2 separate regions of the Sus scrofa genome follow, and region 1 is linked to region 2. The links are chromatin contacts, called in public HiChIP or PLAC-seq maps. All regions are on one chromosome and are shown on one strand. Each heading gives the region's core, a stretch centred on a gene start, on an enhancer-like site or on the middle of the called end of the contact. The rest is flanking DNA. Distances are from core to core; before and after follow the strand shown.

Region 1 (6,296 bases), core at 1,329-3,828, 76 kb after region 2:
ACAGAAACAGACTCACAGACATAGAAAACAAACTTATAATTACCAAAGGGGAAATGGGAGGGGGTGGAGGAATAAATTAGGAGTATGGGATTAACAGATACACACCACTGTATATAAAAGAGATACACAACAAAGATATACTGTAAAGTGCAGGGAACTATATTTAATATCTTGTAATAGTCTATAATGGAAAATAATTTTAAAAAGAATATATATACACATATAAATATACATATTCAGTTATACATATATATGTATATACATATATGTGTACAATGAATCATATATATATACTTATGTATAATTGAATCACTGTGCTATACACTTGAAACTAACACAATATTATAAATCAACTATAGTTCAATGGAAAAAAAAAAGTAAAAGCTTTATTTTTATTCACCCACAAATAGGCAAAAGACAGATCTGAAATACATTAGAGTTGAGTTCCAAGAGAACAGAGATTTCTGCTTTGTTCCTTGCTACGTACTTGCCACCTAGAACTAGTGTATAGTAGATATGAATGTAATATGTCTTAAAGGGAGGGATGGTCCTGCAGGACAGAAGTTCCCTGTGCTTAGATGAGTCATCATCCTATAGGCTCAGGGCCACGATGTCAGTCCTGCAAACTGACTTGAGGTGCGTGGGGATGTCCTACAGGCAGATCAAGTGATGGCACCCCGAGACCCCATAGTGGCTGCCAACATGCTAAGCTCCATTCCTTTGGCCATCCTGGATTTTCAAATGAGGAGTCATTGTGGTTACCAGACTGGGAATCATGTCTCCCATATTTTCTCATATTGGAGTTTGGGGGCTTTATTTTCTTTTTTGGCTTCTTGGTATCTGAAATTGCTGTTCAGAGAAGCATATTAAACCATGACTCTTCCATTACCATGCATTTCTGTTACCAACAGAGGAGGTAAATGAATCACTTAAAATGAAACAATTTCATCCTCTTTTGTACATTATAAACATAGCCTTAGCTTTGACTGTAATTATAGTATATGGGTGTTGCTGCTGAGAAAATGATATAATTATAACATTATGGTTGAGAACCGTCTTGAGTAAAAAACACCGAGCTGCAGTGTGCAAAGTTTAAGATGGGATTATAGTCCTTTTTCAATATGAATGAGACTAATTAGCCAACTGCAACTGAGAGCTTTGGAGTATGATATTAATAGTGCAATAATATCAAAGTAACAATGAAGGGAAAATCTAATTTTCCTGTGTTCCTAGGAGTCTTACATGAAAGTATAGTGCAGAGCAAAAAAGTTCACCAACTTGAAGGAACAGGGATAAATCCAGGAAGCTGGGTTAGAAAAAAATCAGCACTCTGACTTGCTTTTTCCCTCTTTCCTCCTGGTGAAAAGACCTTACATTAGGCATATCAACTACCTGAAGTCTCATTTCCCTAAATATGGCGTTTAAAGTTTCAGCTTTAAAATGTTTAAAGAGAAGTCTTAGTTCCCTGAAAATGGCTTTCTTTCCCTTTAATAGACCCATCTAATGGTCTTAGACTTTATGCTACCATAAATTAAAGTTCTATATCCTAACTGGAGTGTTGATGACCACCAACGCAGGGCGTTGGTCAAGTCATGAAGTGTAAAATTTATATCTTTGTTTTCATTGTATGTAAAGTTTATCTCAATTTTTTTAAATTTTGAAAATGTTTTAAAGACCAGAGATTTCCAGCAACATGGAATATAAACAAGTATAAAGAGCAGAGTCAGAAAACCTAGCTGAGAGTAGCTATTCCACCACATAAAAGTCACAGACCTCTTGAGTGAACCTGTTCCCTTTATTTTCAAAAATGGGAATATTTGTGTTTAGACTCTCACCTTTACAGGGATCAGGTGTGACCAAGATATGCACATGGCTTGCAAGTGTTCTAAGACTCTAAACCCTAAGGGGCCCTCAAAGGAGAGGAAAGCATGGGCTGCTGCAAGCAGTGAACAGGGAGACAGATTTCTGTGTCATGGAACGCGGTTCCCAGGTTGTTTTCTCAGCCGGAGGAGGACATGGCCAGCAGTGCAAGGAGCTGTGGACGTGTGTGTATGTGTTTTGGAGGAGGAGAGGGGAAATCATTTGTCTTCCTGAATTCATCTCTCTTCCTGGCTCTTCCTAGAGCCTTAATCCTCTCTTGACCCCAAGGTTCAAAACAGCGACTTTTCACTCTCCTTTGTTAATAGACGTCAGAAAACTGAGATTAAGCTTAGCTTTGTCATACCCTACTTCCTTAGTATGACTTTTAAAATTATTATTATTGCTATTACTATTATTGAAGAGAAATAAAAATAGTAATAGAAGTGAATAGAAATATTTCCTGTACCAGACTGGCAGCTTGTTAGAGCAACTGTCTGCAGATTGGATTGTTTCAGACTTTGCTTGTTTTGTGTAGCATCATCAACAAATTTAGGATAACCCAGAATACCTTAACCCCTTAAGAGCCTGTCGCTTAAACTTCACCAATACTTCTTGTCCTTGCATCAGTGGTGATAATCTTTTCTGCCTGAGAGTTTCAAAAAGGGCAACTGCCTTTCCTCAATTTTCCTTCAAATGAGAGGAGTACTTGAAAAATGAAACTGAAAGCAGTAGCCCTCGGAGTAACCTGACCCCAGCTCTCAGACTCTGAATCAGGCAATCAGGCAACTGTGGCTGGAATTCTGACACTGCTGCTTCCTAGCTGTGGGATTTTGGACAAATTGCTTAACCTCTGAACCTTAATAAGCTGCTGACCTGTAAATGAGGATAAATGCTACCTGCCTTATAAGCATGCATAAAAAGTTCCAGTGAACATGTTAGTTTCCTTCCTTTTTCTATTTAGCTCTGAAAATATGTGGTATAGGAAGTTGTTAACATTTCATTAACACAAGGGAAAAGTATATAAATATACCAAACCTGAGATCTGATATCCTTCAGAATATTTTTTTAAAGGGGCATTAGTCTGGAATTTTATCAATGAAATAAGGAGTATTTGTAAAATGGTAACCAGAATTAATTAAAAACGAACAAAATGCTTTAATGATTCTGAGAAAGATAACCTGAAGATAAATATTCAGAAAAAGGAAATTATCAAAGCAAAAAGATATAGGGCACTTGATGTTTGCAAAGTAATGGAAGCCATAAAACCCCATTAAAGAGGAGACAAAGCCAAAAAGGCTGGTTCTCTTTGAAGGGCTTTTGAAAACAGACATCTGGAAAATTATGGTCTACTCCCTGGGCCTTATTTCCCACTCTGGAAAAGCAGCCGCCTCATGTACAAAAAGATCAGCCAGGAGATGAAATGATTTATCAGAACTGGTGAAAATAATTAAATCTGAAAAGCATGATCCTGGACATGGAGTGGGGTGATTTCTGCAGAGATTTTGAAAATAAAGTAGTTCAATACAAGGATTTGGTTTGACTGTTATAAAGCAATGTGACAGCTTGAGAAAACAGAATGTTCTGAAAATCCTGTTTACTTTGGTGGTGAGCCAGCCATCCAGGGGAGAAACCAGAGTTCTTTTCTTTAAGAAATGTAGGTTTCAGTTGGAAGAAAAAAAATTAGGGTAGGTTTCAGCCTTCAACCTAGTAAATTGGGAGTATTTACTGAGCACCTATTTTAAGCATAAAATCATCTTAAATGACCCAGGGAGTGGATGAGTTAGGGGTCCCAGGGTTATGAAGAAAGAAGATGTGGCTCTTGAACTTGAAGGCTTACAATTTATTTGAGAGTTCTTTGTCCCCATTTTCCTTATACTGTGATGTTATTCAAAGTCATATAAGATGCCACATAAATTCACTGGGGATAATATTACAGAGAGCAACAGTGACACTTAAATGCTTCCATTATATTCACTACCCCAGTTATCTGCAGTTGCCTGGGGAAATTGCAAGCAAGGACAGGAAAATGCCAGTACCAGCCAGTTCCAGATAATGAAATTATTTGCTCCAAAAACTTTCACTGTATTACTAAATTAGATTGGTTAGGACTAAAAAGCAATAGGACTGATTTTCTTATGTGACTCATGAATTCATTTAACTCTAAAGATAATTCCCCAGGAAGAGTTTTAAAAATGCTTTGAGCAGTAACAACCTCATTGGGATTTATTCAAAACTTCCCAAGATACTCACTTTTAAAGATAATATCATTTAACTATATGAGTGCCAGCATGATAATTAAAATGATTCATTTTATTACTTTGAAGATAAAGTTAGAAAAAGAATTGTGTGTGTGTGTGTACATGTAAAATATGTGACCGCGTCACTTTGCTATACAGCAGAAATTCACAGAACATTGTAAATCAACTATAATAGAAAAAATAAAAACATTACAAAAAAAGATTGAATAAAAATAAATATAGCCTCAAAAAAAATAATGTCATTTAACTACATGAGTGCCAGCATTTTATTACTTTGTAGTCACACCAGGTGCTAATAAGTGAGGTTAGTAAATGTAATAATATATAGCATATGGAAGTTTTTCTTTATGAAGTATATTACTGCTGTAATTATAGCTGTCTTTTTGGGACTCTCACCCAGATACCCCAAGTAAGTGGGTAACATAGCCTTTATCCTGAGCACTTTTCCAAGTATTGTAAATTCATGAGTACAGGCAGCCACTGTCAGCTTGCAGCTATCAACTTCAAGGTGATTTTAAATGGTTATAGGTCTTCTTTAGAAAGGTGGACTTATCGTCTAGCCTGCTTCATAGGGACTCAGTGGGAAGAAAGTGGTCTTGTTGAATAGGGGAAAGAGAGCAAGACATCGAGTTCTCCTAATTTCTTCATCCTAATAAAAGGATCCTGAGTGGATAGTAAGGATGTCTGGAGTGATTCTGGGAGACTTGCATGGCTGTTGCCAAGGCTTGGGCTTCCTATGATTAAACCCTAAAGAAACCACACCGCTCATGTGTTCCTCTACAGCGTGGTTCACATTGGAGAGGCATATTCTCTATTTTATGATGGTTTGGTCGCAAATTACCTTCAGACTCGACCCAGCCACATCTCTAATCTCCATCATTGCCTTCTAGCATCTTGCAAATCCCAAAGAGGTTAGCAAACCTCCAGATTCTCAAAGCTGAACCAGGTTTTAGTTTTTGTTTTTTGGGGGGTATTTTTGTGTGTGTGTGTCTTTTGTCCTTCCTAGGGCCACACCCACGGCATATGGAGATTCCCAGGCCAGGGGTCTAATCAGAGCTGTAGCCACCAGCCTACACCAGAGCCACAGAAACGTGGGATCGGAGCTGCGGCTGTGACTTACACCACAGCTCACAGCAACACCAGATCCTTAACCCACTGAGTCAAGCCACGGATCAAACCTGCAATCTCATGGTTCCTAGTCAGATTCGTTAACCACTGAGCCACAATGGGAACTCCTGAACCAGATTTTGAGTGGATACCCTGTGCAGTGTTGAGAATGAAACAGAAAACTTGGTGTGTGGTAGCCTTTTATCAATAGGGATCTGAGAAGAGCAGGCCAGGGGCCCCACATTAGTAGACACACATGGGCCAAGAGATGGGCTTCTGTAGTGTGTCCTGGCGCTATGAAAAATGGGAGAGACATACGTCTTAGAGTGACACACTGAACTGTTCTCTGTCTCTTCTCTCTGCTCCTCTCTTTTCACTTATTCTCCCTCTCTCATCTGTCCAGCAAATGTGTTTCCTCAAAACCTTTTTCTGGACTGATGTTATCGATCCAGAGATGGTACTTCTGTATTGAAAGGGAAAGTTGTATTACCTGACTTCATTTGGTGGGACTTCTGCTATATGCTCAACTTAAGCATTATGTCCCAGTACAAGTATTTTTAAAGTGTTTTTCAACCTGATAGTATATTCATCTTACCCTTAAAATTAAACTCCTGATTTTAAAAAAAAATTACAAAAGATAAAGGCACTGTTTTAAATTCTCTAAATGACCCAGACGGTAAACTATTTGGGGATATCATTCAGTTGTGTTTGTTTTTGTTTAGGATCATTTAGAAAGGGAAGTGTGTAAGTGCTACTTTTAAATTTACCACCTAGAAATATGTAAGAGTATTTACATCATGTTTACCATGTGCTGATACACAGCTTTCAAATTACAACTCATAAACAAAGAGTTGTTTGCCAGAGTTTAGAATTGGAACTTGATAAACTTCCTGCCTTAAGAATTAAGCAAAATGTTACGCACATCCCACTCATTATGCCAAACAGATGAAATGAAAGTGCTAGATTTTATAGCCAGGTAGTTGCGACAGCTATAAAGAATTCTGAATATTTTTTTTTTTTGTCTTTTTTTAAGGGCTGCACCCTTGGCATATGGAGGTTCTCAGGCTATGG
Region 2 (6,158 bases), core at 2,582-5,081:
TTGGAGTGTACCCAAAAGTTGATCTTGAACTATTTTTATGTGAATCTCCTGTGTTTTAAATGTTAGGAACCAACTCAAAATAATTTGACACTAAATATGTCCTCATGGTCTGTCTGGAAGCTGCAACATGCACTCTCTCTGTTTATTGATGAGGAAGCCCAGGCTCAGAGAGGTGAAAGGTCTTTCTTACCCAAGGTTCCAGCAGTTACTGGCAGGAGCAGGGCCAAGATGCAGACTCCTGCTCTGGCGTGCATTCCTCCACAGGTTAGCCTTTGGCTGTAGGCAACCTGTTTGGTAGTATCTATTTAAAAATCTGTTTTGAAACATTGCAAAATATTAAATATTATAAGATGCATGTTGAAGGGCATCCTCAGGATAGAGTGGTCACAGCAGAATGGAGATTTTGAGATGTATGAATGAGGTTGAGACAAGCCCGTTATATGAAAGCATTCTGTTCTTAGCCAGCCATAGAATCATGACCTTGATTTTTGCACCTTTATTCATTTTTCTCACTCAAACTACCACAGATCATCTCCTCCCGCTTCCTAGAGCACCAGAAGATGGCTAGAGATGGGTCCATAGCCTTGCCGTCATGGCCTTCTCTTATACCTTTCTCCTTCCTGTTCTGCATAGACTTTGGACTGAGCCATCGTCCTCAAAGTTCCACTAAATCATTTGGGTTTTTTGGTTTATTTTTTGTCTCTTTAGAGCTGCACCCACAGCATATGGAAGTTCCCAGATAGGGATCTAACTGCAGCTACAGCTGCTAACCTACACCACAGCCATAGCAACACCAGATCCAAGCCACATCTGTAACCTACACCACAACTCATGGCAATGCTGGATCCTTAACCCACCAAGCAGGGCTAGGGATCAAACCTGCATCCTCATGATACTAGTTGGGTTCATTTCCACTGAGCCATCACAGGAACTCCCTACACGAAATCATTTGATGAAAAGATTGTTTATACTGCTAGATTAAGAACAGAATTGAAAAGGCACTGTATGATGTAGCCATGGACTGGAATAAGCTAAAATCAGCAATCACAGCTCCTAGACCCACCACTGTAAGGCAGCCTTGCTGGAACTTGGTTTCTGTAACTGTCTGTGGGGTTTCAGAATCTCCCTACATACAGATTTGCTGTGAGGATTAAAAGGTTAGGGAAGATTGTGTCTGTAATAGCACTCAAAACATGTAACCTGTAATCCACCCTCTGGCATTTTTCATTTTTCTTCTGCCCCTTCTGTCTCTGAAGACAAGTTACTGGAGAGATAGATGAGTTTACCATTTATTCACAACCTTCTGAAGGTTGCTTTAGGCATATTTTCTATTAGCGAAATTAATCTTCAGAGAGTTGGAAGGGACCTCAGACATGCTTTTGAGACCAACCTTGGCTCTTACTCAGAATAAGCTGGGAATTTTTTGAAAATACAGGTTCATAAGCTCCATACCTTGAGATTCTGATGCAGAAGCCCTAGAGCAGTGCCTTGGAGTTGGTCTGTTTGCATGTTATATGTCTGTGTATATGTGTTGTAGGAAAATTCCAAACATGAATCTGAAGATTAGCTGGTTTGGAAAACCTCGTTCCAGCTTCCTACAGTGCTGAGCTCTTTCTCCTTCCATCCCTGGCGTCACTTAGAAATGGAAAACCACTAATCACTCAGGCTCTCATCTTTTCCACTCAGTTGACTTGCCCCCTTGCACCCCCATTTCTTGGCACCCCACCTTGACAGCTGCTACTGCCAAGCATTGACGTTGATCCCTTTGGACTTCCTCTCCCTTCCCCCTGCTGCCCTCTAGTGGAGGTGCTGACAAGCAGCAAGATGTTGAAATGGGAGCCACCAGCGGTTGGCCAGTCTGAGCTGGTGAGTCCCATGGAGACAGCAACGACCACAACTATGGGAGGAATCATTAGATAGCCTCAAGCTGAGACAGTTTACACACAGCTTACGCTTAGAGCAGAGCTTTATAAAGACCCCGGCATCTATCTATGGGTCTTTTCTCCAGGTTTTAGAAATCAACCTGGAGATTATCCTTAGGATAGTTTTGCTTCCTTGTCCCCCCTTTCTTCTGTCATTTGCCCAAATTCTACCTCTTGTCAAAGATAATGGTTCCTCCCTACCTCTGCTAACCTTTGGATTTTTAAAATGTTGCCAACAATGAAAGTGTATTTATAAAATTAATACATTTTAGAAATTTCCAATCACCAGATTAAAGGGACAGATGTGAACACAGCACTAACAGTGTAAATTATAAAGGACACTTAAACACGTATGCTCACCTTGCATCCTTCCAAGACCCTGTGAGGTGCCTGTGGTGGTCCTCTTTTGCACAGGAGGCATTGAGGTTAAGAGAATTTGAGAAGATTGTGGTATGTCACCCAACAAGGGGCAGAGCTAGAACTAGAACTCAGTCTGGCTGATGGAGAAGCCCCCATGTGTTCCTCTAACATGCTATGCTGCCTCCCAGCGATGGTGTATTCACTCCTTAGTAAGGCGTAAATAAAAACTTCCATAGTAAATAGTGTTCAGTTTTATGGTACTATAGACGTAGTAACATCATTCAACATTTCCTTTAATGACTGTTTAATAATCAGTATATCTCTGCACCATCCACAGCTCCTCATTTTAATACTCTTGTACTCAGAATTGTTTAGCAAAGGACCTTGGCAGGTGGGTGAGTTTGGGTAGGAGGTGAGGACAGCAAAAGCCACAAAACCGTTGGAAATTGAGACTGGGTATCACAGCGTAAATACCATACACCCCTGCAAGCTTTGGGGACACTAGTTACTGGTATTAACCAGCAGAGTAAAACTTAGAGGCCAAGCCCTATGTAAACTGTGTGTGTGTGTCCCCGTTCGTCCGTCTGTCCATCTCCATCCATCTCCCACAGGATCCTGCATGACTGCTATACCACCTGAATGAATGTACCCTTTTTGTGGTGGTAGCAGTTTTTCACTCTTCTTTTATGCTTGATTGTTAGTGTCTTGGTTAGTGATCTTTTTATTAATTTTTTTCTTAGGCAACATAAACAATAGAAGATTTCACTTGAGTTTTCTTACCGTTGTATATCATTATTACTGGAATACTTCATACAACCTATTTAACTTAATTGGAATGTGTACACATACACAGGCCTGAACTGCCCTTTTCCCTGTAATGTTAGAAAATACAGCTCTGTGTACATTAGGGAATTTGCTTTGAGTCATAGACCCACCCTTTACTCTGTGTGTGAACAGTGAGGTATAGAAAGAACAATTTTTAGGATCTCGATTCTGGTTTCCTACCTTCCTGTCATTTTAAATCTTCCCTTGGTCAGGTAAATAAAATTCAATGAGCCTCATAAAACTAGGGTTGTATCACATATAATTAATTGAGTGGGTTCATCTGAGGATTCCTCATGGTCTTCCATGAGGAAGGTCTTCTGTGAGCTGTACCTTCATCTGTGCCCCTGGTTGAAGCCCCTGAATAGTTAAAAGGAAATTGTGTTAATTAAAATTAGTCATCAGTTGGATCTGTCTTTCCACCAGCTTGCATGAATGATGCCTTGCCTTCCTTTCTGACAGGTACTCAACTAGAGGATTTTTTCGAGCTCCAGTTTTTCTAATTCACATCTAGCCTATAAACACTAAACTGGCATAGTTAAAGGGATCCTAGACTAAGCCTTTTATCAAGCAAATATATCCCTGTAATGACATCTTATTTGTCATTAAATGTAGTTTTGTTGTGAGTTCAGGTTTTCTGCTGAAGGGTACATCTGGCTAGACAGCTGGAGGCTGAACTGCAGGCCTTGTGTTGCTGTCTGAACCCCACCCCTGGAATGTTCCAGGCAGCTTTCTGTGCTTCCTTCCTTAGCTGAGCACTGATGAGCTTGCAGGGTGTGAGAAGGAAAGTCACACATCCTCCTGGCCCCTTTTGCTACACTCTTCTTTAGCTTGTTACTGTTCTCACGGCTAGCTTATTTAAAATCAAAATTTAAGAAAACTTATCCTCCAAATTTTGACCCTTCCCGAGTTCCAGAATTCCAAAAAAATTTTGTTGAATAAATACTAAATAATAAAACATTTATTTAGTAATATATGTAATCCCTGTAACAAACTAGAAGCTGGGGTGGTAGGGGGAGGGTATTGTAAGGCTGAAAGGGAGGGAGTGAATGCCGTCTGTCTAGCCATTGTGTTACAGGGGCTGGAAACCCGGAGCCCACTGAGCAGAGAGCTCTCCCGAGAACAGACTGGATGGGAATCCTCTCTACACCACTTAGAAGTTGTGTGACCTCAGGGAAGTTACTTCACCTTTCTGTGCCTCGGTTTCCTTGTACAAGAGAGGAAAGTAATAGTGCCTGGCATGCAGGGTTCGTGTGAGGATTAAATAAGTTAATACATGCAAAGAACTTAAACCTACATGGCCCATAAATGCTCAGTAGGTATAAGCTGTTCTGAAACTAAAGAAAGAGAACCCAGAAGTCGTGTGGTTTGGCGGAATATTGACCACGTTCTCTTCCCTTCCTCTTCCTCTGCCCTCTCTGAACCACTTTGCTCACTTGTTTGTTTGTGTGCTTTTCAGGGCCACACCCACAGCATATGGAGGTTCCCAAGCTAGGGGTCGAATCTGAGCTGTAGTTGCCGGCCTGCACCACAGCCACAGCAACGCAGGATCCAAGCCACATCTACGACCTACACCACAGCTCATGGCAACGCCAGATCTTTAACCCACTGAGCAAGGCCGGTGATCGAACCTGCATCCTCATGGTTACTGTCTGTATTTGTTTCTGCTGCACAAGGGGAATTCCCTATTTTGCTTACTTGTGAATCCATCCTGTCTCCTGTTTCTCTTCTAGCTTAAGAATTTCCAGCAAAAATGTGTAGAATAAATACATGCTTTGGAGGGCACAAACCAGGTGTACCTTTCAGCTAAAGTGACTGCATCATATAGTCATTTTATGACAATGGAAAGCTCATTTCTTAAATGGGTTTAACCTTTTGATTGGCTTGATGATAAGACAGGACAGTTAGATCTAAAGGATGAGCATGGAGGGCACGGCATTATGCTTTTAGGAGAGAAGTTTTCTCCGCAGAGCCCACTTGTCTTGGTTTTAGTTGCTGTATTTTGTATGGGTGATACTCAAGAAAGCATAATGGAAATCAAAACCAAAGAGCAGAGTTATTCCTCAGGCCTCCAGTGCCTGTGTGTCTTTCCAGAATTCCTGATCCTCACCAAGGCCCCACTGACCTCAAAGGGCCCTTCTTGCCAGGCTTGAAGTACATCTGAGCCAGGGGGCTGGGATTCCAGCCAAAGCTGAATGAAGGTGCAAAATATATGACTAAAAAAAGCCCAAACACGTGGCATTGGGTATCATGGATAAGTTTGTTGGAGAAATGGTTTATAAATAACATGGAAAGGGGAGAAGGAAGAGGTCAAGATACAGAGTTGTGGTCTGAGACTTGAGGGGCATCATTTCCAAAGTGATAACATACTAAAATCAAATGTGCTCCCCAGATAAAATCAACTCCACATGGGCTTCTTTTTGTTTATCAAGATGTTTTATGCATTTGGCAGTAAGCATTTTAAAGGCTTGCTTTTATGTGGAGTACATCGAAAGACATTGAGTGTGATTTCAAAACAAATGAATGAAAACAAAACAAAAGCAGGAAACAAACTCCATGAAGGCATTGTGTTTTTCTGAGGATGATCTAAGGTTTGAATGCTGAAGAATCTGGAATATCTAGGGCTCTTATTAAAGTGGTGTCCTCCTCCAAACGTAGCACCATCTGTCACAGGATGGATGGACTAAAGACAGAGAAGGGAGGGGAAAAGGAGATCAGACACCCAGACACGTCTTTTCTTTCCCTCTTTCTGTGTTTCGGTTTGTTTTGTTTTTCCCTTGTTGAAGGCAGAGGGATCAGAATGCTGGCCCAGAACTCCCAAGACGGGAGGGTCAGGGAAAGCCACGCAGAGGCTGGAAGCTGTGATCTTAGCACTAGGCTTGACCCCGCCTCCCTGGGAGCCTTGTACAAACACAACTGCCTGGTCTTCCTGTTTAGTGGCAAAGGTTTTACTCCCTTCTCTTTTAGTTTTGGGAATGTGAACTTTGGGGGATATCTTTTGTTGTTGCTTTGAGGCTTTTTTTGTTTGGTTGGGTTTTTTTGTTTGTTTGTTTT

Evidence for each region. HiChIP or PLAC-seq counts read pairs in DNA pulled down with a chosen protein or histone mark.
Region 1: a contact with region 2 is called in an H3K27ac HiChIP or PLAC-seq map of skeletal muscle. The contact joins two enhancer-like sites. A contact is called at or near these places in 13 of 47 Hi-C or Micro-C datasets (alveolar macrophages, brain, fetal skeletal muscle and 7 more) and 1 of 2 datasets of contacts at active chromatin or transcription factors (skeletal muscle).

What each region holds. Positions count from the first base shown.
Region 1 is chr16:27,352,958-27,359,253 of Sscrofa11.1, forward strand. The region is part of intron 2 of GHR (growth hormone receptor); the gene reads left to right. Among named protein-coding and RNA genes, the nearest start is that of GHR, 97 kb to the left of the region's middle. Within about 2 kb of position 2,579, at least 36 of the 83 cell types and tissues checked have an H3K27ac peak or open chromatin away from gene starts, as enhancers often do. A contact at or near this core is called in fetal skeletal muscle, retroperitoneal adipose tissue, skeletal muscle and 1 more, where this site is marked.
Region 2 is chr16:27,275,645-27,281,802 of Sscrofa11.1, forward strand. The region is part of intron 1 of GHR (growth hormone receptor); the gene reads left to right. Among named protein-coding and RNA genes, the nearest start is that of GHR, 20 kb to the left of the region's middle. Within about 2 kb of position 3,832, at least 8 of the 83 cell types and tissues checked have an H3K27ac peak or open chromatin away from gene starts, as enhancers often do. A contact at or near this core is called in fetal skeletal muscle, retroperitoneal adipose tissue, skeletal muscle and 1 more, where this site is marked.